Regions from separate parts of the Pan troglodytes genome. Here region 2 is linked to region 1. A link is a contact called in public Hi-C data. All regions are on one chromosome and are shown on one strand. The core of a region is the stretch at or near the end of the contact, and the rest is flanking DNA. Distances in the headings are between cores, read along the strand shown. Region 1 holds the start of MYO5A (myosin VA). Region 2 has its middle 32 kb from the start of ATOSA.

The links. A called contact is a pair of places that touch in the nucleus more often than the background predicts.
Region 2: a contact with region 1 is called in a Hi-C map of induced pluripotent stem cells, with 2.9 times the contacts expected there. The contact joins the enhancer-like site here to the promoter of MYO5A in region 1. A contact is called at or near these places in 1 of 7 Hi-C or Micro-C datasets (induced pluripotent stem cells) and 1 of 1 datasets of contacts at active chromatin or transcription factors (stem cell-derived excitatory neurons).

What each region holds. Positions count from the first base shown.
Region 1 is chr16:44,516,320-44,519,066 of NHGRI_mPanTro3-v2.0_pri, forward strand. MYO5A (myosin VA) reads right to left here and starts at 1,359. Exons shown (of 40, transcript XM_009429146.5): 1 at 1,199-1,359. The coding sequence starts at 1,225.
Region 2 is chr16:44,729,322-44,732,145 of NHGRI_mPanTro3-v2.0_pri, forward strand. No RefSeq gene overlaps it. Among named protein-coding and RNA genes, the nearest start is that of ATOSA, 32 kb to the left of the region's middle. Within about 2 kb of position 1,485, at least 1 of the 24 cell types and tissues checked has an H3K27ac peak or open chromatin away from gene starts, as enhancers often do. A contact at or near this core is called in induced pluripotent stem cells, where this site is marked.

The DNA of each region.
Region 1 (2,747 bases), core at 109-2,608:
GATTCTCACAACAGCTTGTAAGGGATGCAAGGCAAGTATAATTAACCGCATTTACTCATTAGGAAATCGAACCAGAGATGTTAAGTGACTTGTCCAAGGTCACAGTTAGTAAGTCCCGGCTTGAATCCAGGTCTCTTGATGCCCAGTCTTCTTTCCTCTATAAAACACACTGCAACTTGGGCCCTGGACTTCAGTCACATTTGGAAACAATGATTCCAGTGATTACAGGACCCTAAATGAAAGTTGTGTTGCAAAAGCTAATGTGAAAAGGCAACTCTATTAACTGCATGTAGAAGTAATCAATATCTGGCAAAATATCTACCTACACATGAGTGTATAGTATAAAATGCCATGATTACATATATTCACAAAGGTCATCACAAATCTGCGCAGCACTCAAGTGACAGTTCTCCATAATATGTCATTCAGAGATCGCCAGACCCTGAGTATATTGATGTCAGTCTAAGAAAAGACTGCCACTTCCCTTAAACCAAACCCAGAAGGGAAAGGCTTGCCCCAGAGGATGGGAAAGACATGGAGCCTAACAAGGCTCTGCGGGATTACACGCAGGTTGCAAACTCCCAGCGATAAATGAGTACCGACCCTCCCAGCCGGTGAATCAGCTCGCGTTCATCCGGCAGCATCTTTCCCCGGGGCTCGCCACCCCCAGCGCAGCTAAACTGGGGAGCTAAAGGTGATACGGCCACCGTTTGCAGGATTCAAAATAACCTCACAGAAAGGCTAGCTGGCGGTAGAAGCGGCACTGCATACCAACACAAGACGTTATTTTAAGCGCGTGTCCCCACGAGAGAACCCATCCGATCTACTGGAGCAAGCATCTCCCACCCGCCGGGAATTTTCCAAAGCCAAGCAGGAGGGGAGGCACGCCCGCCCTGCTAAATCCACATGGGCCCCCTTTCCACTCCGAAGCCCGCTCTGCCCCCAGCTCGAGCAGCGCGGCAGGGGCCTGGGAGACCCCCGAGGCGGGCCACCTTCCGCCGCCTTCACCATCTCGCCCGAAAGAGGAAGGTGCCGCAGCGGGCGACCGGCTGGTAGGGCCGAGGGTTCTGAGGCGCTGAAGGGGATGGCGCTGGTGGGGCTCGCCTGGGCCCAGCGCTCCCGCCCCCTCCCCAGCCTGACAGCTGGCGGCGAGGGCCGCACAGCCCCAGTCCTCGACGCCGGCCGCGGGGTGCCTTACCTTTGTGTAGAGCTCCGACGCAGCCATGGCGGGCCCCGCGCGCCTACGCCCCCCGCCTGTGCGGAGGCCGCACCTCGCCTGGGCGGCCGCCCGAGCGGACTAGGAAGCGCCCGCAGCCGCCGGCAGGGAGCAGGGCAGGGCAGGGCAGGGCCGGGCGGGGCGGGCCGCGCGGGGCGGGGCGGGGCGGGGCGGGGCGCCTCAGGCGCTGGCCGCCCGCAAGGGCCTCGCCATCACTCCCGGGCTCGCCGCGAGCAGCCGCGAGCGCTCCACCTGCCCGGGGTCCTAGGGGTCGCCGCCGCCGCCGCAGCCACTTCGGCGGCCCGCGATGCTGCCTCCGCTGCCGCCGCCGCCACCGCCGCCGCCCTGTGCATTATGGGAGCGGGAGGAGGCTGCGCTCCAGCGCTGCCACAGCGGCTGCTCTGGGCTCTCTCGGGCTCACGCTGCCTCCCATCGGCTACGAGCACAGAGCATCATCATCATTAGCCTGCCAGCCGGCGCCGCCGCCGCCTCGCGCGCTGCCGAGGCCCGGAAACCCGCCCGGGACATGGGCCCCGAGGGCGCGGCACACCCCGGGCGCCCCCACCCCGAAGCGAGCCCGGGGCCCTCTGCTGCGGAGCCTAGCTCCCGCGGTAGCGCAGCCATGGCAGGGGCTGTTACTGTGTCCGAGTAAACGACGGGAGCCTCCAGGCTGCTCCTCCCGTCCTTCCAAGCATTCCTAGGGAGAGGATTTAGGGGAAGCCCTCTTGAAAGACTGTAGAATAACCCAGAACTGTAGAAGAGCCTTGTCAGCAGCAGTGACCCGGGAGATGGGCAATGCAGGACCGGGAATTTCAGGTTAAGGTTGATCACCAAGGTCATTCCGAGCACCTCGATGTCTGCAGCAAAGCCGTCTCCCGATACCAGAGGGCAAGGGCCGCTTCTAAGCTACAGAAACTTAAGTGACTTTGAAACGAGATAGCCCAGGGGACAGCCCAGGTGCCTCTTTCCTAGACCTGTGCCTTTGCGGAGATGCAACTACCCTTCTGTCCCAGCCTTCTTCCCGTCCTGTTCTCTCCTGGTGATTGTCGGCTTCATGGTGGCACCTGAAGTTTATCCGGTTGCCACCTGAAAATGACGGAGTACTTACATGGAAAATCTGTATTACAGTTTAACTCAGCATCAAAAGGGCAAAGCCGCCCTCACTCTCCTCACGGTGATCCTTGGACATCCAGCACAAGAATGTGGTCTTTCTACTCCCAACCCTGCGCTGTCTTCATCCTCTATCTTCTCCCCACCCTCATTGTCGTTTCTGGTTGAATAATCTTCATTCTTTGTTGTTGTCGTTGTTGTTGTTGCTGTTTTTGTTTGTTTAATCCCTGCCTCTTTGTAGTGCCCTCATCTCTTGTTTCTTTGAACTACAACTGGTCCCCAGTGCCTGTCATGGTAATCTGGTAGACCATTTCTATCACGAACAACTCTCATGGCTGAGGCCCCCGGTTGTGTGTGTTGTGTGCGTGTGTATTTGGAGAAAGACCGTTCACTGAAAGGAACAGGGGGCCAGTCCTTACTC
Region 2 (2,824 bases), core at 235-2,734, 210 kb after region 1:
CTGTCCCAAATCAGTTAGCGTTTAGGCTCTTTTTCATCAAATATAAAAAACCCAGCCCAGTTCATGGCTCATTCGGCAGCAACCCTGAGATGCTTTACAGCCCTAGACCCTAAAAGGTCAAAAGGCCATCTTATTCTCAATATACATTTTATTACCCAATCCGCTCCCGACTTTAAATAAAACTCCTTCCGGCCCTCAAACCCCACAACAGGATTTAATTAACCTCGCCTTCAAGGTGTACAATAATAGAAAAAAGTTGCAATTCCTTGCCTCCACTGTGAGACAAACCCCAGCCACATCTCCAGCACACAAGAACTTCCAAATGCCTGAACCGCAGCAGCCAAGCATTCCTCCAGAACCTCCTCCCACAGGAGCTTGCTACACCTGCCAGAAATTTGGCCACTGGGCCAAGGAATGCCCACAGCCCGGGATTCCTCCTAAGCCGTGTTTCTTCTAACAACCCCACAATATCACCCCTTACCACATGATCTTCCTTCAGCTTAATCTCTCCCACTCTAGGTTCCCACGCCGCCCCTAATCCCGCTCGAAGCAGCCCTGAGAAACATCGCCCATTATCTCTCCATAGCACCCCCCAAAATTTTCACCGCCCCAACACTTTACCACTATTTCATTTTATTTTTCTTATTAATAAAGAAGACAGGAATGTCAGGCCTCTGAGCCCAAGCTAAGCCATCATATCCCCTGTGACCTGCACGTACCTGCACGTACACATCCAGATCGCCAGTTCCTGCCTTAACTGATGACATTCCTCCACAAAAGAAGTGAAAATGGCCTGTTCCTGCCTTAACTGATGACATTGTCTTGTGAAATTCCTTCTCCTGGCTCATCCTGGCTCAAAAGCTCCCCCACTGAGTACCTTGTGACCCCCACTCTGCCCGCCAGAGAACAACCCCCCTTTGACTGTAATTTTCTTTTACCTACCCAAATCCTATAAAACGGCCCCACCCCTATCTCCCTTCACTGACTCTCTCTTCGGACTCAGCCCGCCTGCACCCAGGTGAAATAAACAGCCATATTGCTCACACGAAGACTGTTTGGTGGTCTCTTCACACAGACGTGAGTGAAAATTTTAACTTGGGCTATTCCTATCCCCTCTGATATGGTAATACAGGAGTTACTAAGAAATTATTCCAGTCAGTTAGAGCAGGTAAAAGAGTTCTCAGTGGAATTTTCCTTTAATAAAAAGCAGCCCCCAAACCACTTCTTCACTAACAGAAAGCAGCCTGAAAAATCAAGCTTCAGGCATAGATATGCAAGCTAGGTGCTTGCATATGTAAATGCCAGCAGGTGTATCTGGAAGCCAGGTACATTCAATATGGTGATTCCCGCTCCCTTTTCTTTGTCACCATATGTGCGTGTTTCATGGCATCAGCCAGGTAAAGCCACGTGTGCAGGTGTCACGGTGACAGCCAGGTAGAAGTCACATTTGCATAATAAACGATTAGGGTGGGAGGGCCAGTTTCTCCGTAGGCTATGTAAATGACACACCTAGTCAAACCAATCCCCTGGGCCCTGTGTAACTGGATCACTGCCTCCTAAAGCCTCTCTACAAAATCAATCACGTTCCACCCCAAACCTGGAAACCCTCTCTTGGGTGACCTGCTTTCTCAAAATGAGAAATCTTTCTCTCCCTTTCCTCTTCTTTGTCTATTAGACTTTGCAGTGCTAAACCCACTCCTTGTGTGTGACTGTGTCCTTACTTTTCTTGGCGTGAGACAATGAACCCCAGGTATTTACTCCAGACAATGGAGCTGTTTCAACGGTTTGGCTGTGTCCCCACCCAAATATCATCTTGAATTGTAATCACCATAATCCCCACGTGTGTAGGGAGAGAGCTGGTGGGAGGTGACTGGATCATGGGGGATGGTCTCCCATGCTGTTCTCATGATAGTGAGTGAGTTCTCACAAAATCTGATGGTTTCATAAGGGGCTCTTCCTCCTTCACTCCTCACTCTGTCTCTTGCCTGCCACCATGTGAAGAAGGTGCCTGCTTCCTTGCTTCCCCTTCTGCCATGACTGGGTTTCCTGAGGCCTCCCTAGCCATGTGGAACTGTGAGTTAATTAAACCGCCTTCCTTTATAAATTACTCAGTCTCGGGTAGTATCTTTATAACAGTGTGAGAATGGACTCATACACCCTCCTCCCCAGCTTTGCAGTCTCCTTAAAAACTAACAGCCTGGCAGCCTCTGGAGGGGGAGGGGGACGGCACAAGGGGTTTGGTGCTCTCTCAAAACACCGTTCTCAGATCGTGGTCATTCTTTGACTTATCGGGAAGTTCTCTGGGAACCTCCATTCACAGGGCTTTTAAACATTTTACCTGGCTCTGATGCCAGTGGGCTGAGGGAGGCCCACAAAAGCAGGTGGGACCTTGACCCCAGCAGTGTCCAGAATGTTGACATCATCATGAGAAGGAATTCAAGGATGAGTCAGAAAACAGGGAAAGCATGGAGATTTATTATAAAGGGAAAACTCAAAAAAAGGGGAGTGTGCATACTCAAGAGAGAGTCTTACAATGGGGTTTGTGGTTTCTATCTTCATGGGTTTCTTTCACCAAAGGGGTGGAATATTCATGAAGATTCCTGGAAAAAAGTAGAGATTTCTTGGAACTCTGGTGCCACTCATTTTTACACCAAATACAGGTATTCCCGTAACTGTTATGGTACCGATGGGCATGTGATTGAGTATGTTAATGAGCATACAATGAATTCCTAGGAGAAACCTAGGTCAAATCCAGTGCCATGTTGGGTCCAGTTAGTCTTAGCCAGCTTGGTTCACAACCCTGCAGCTATTCTGACAGTTACCT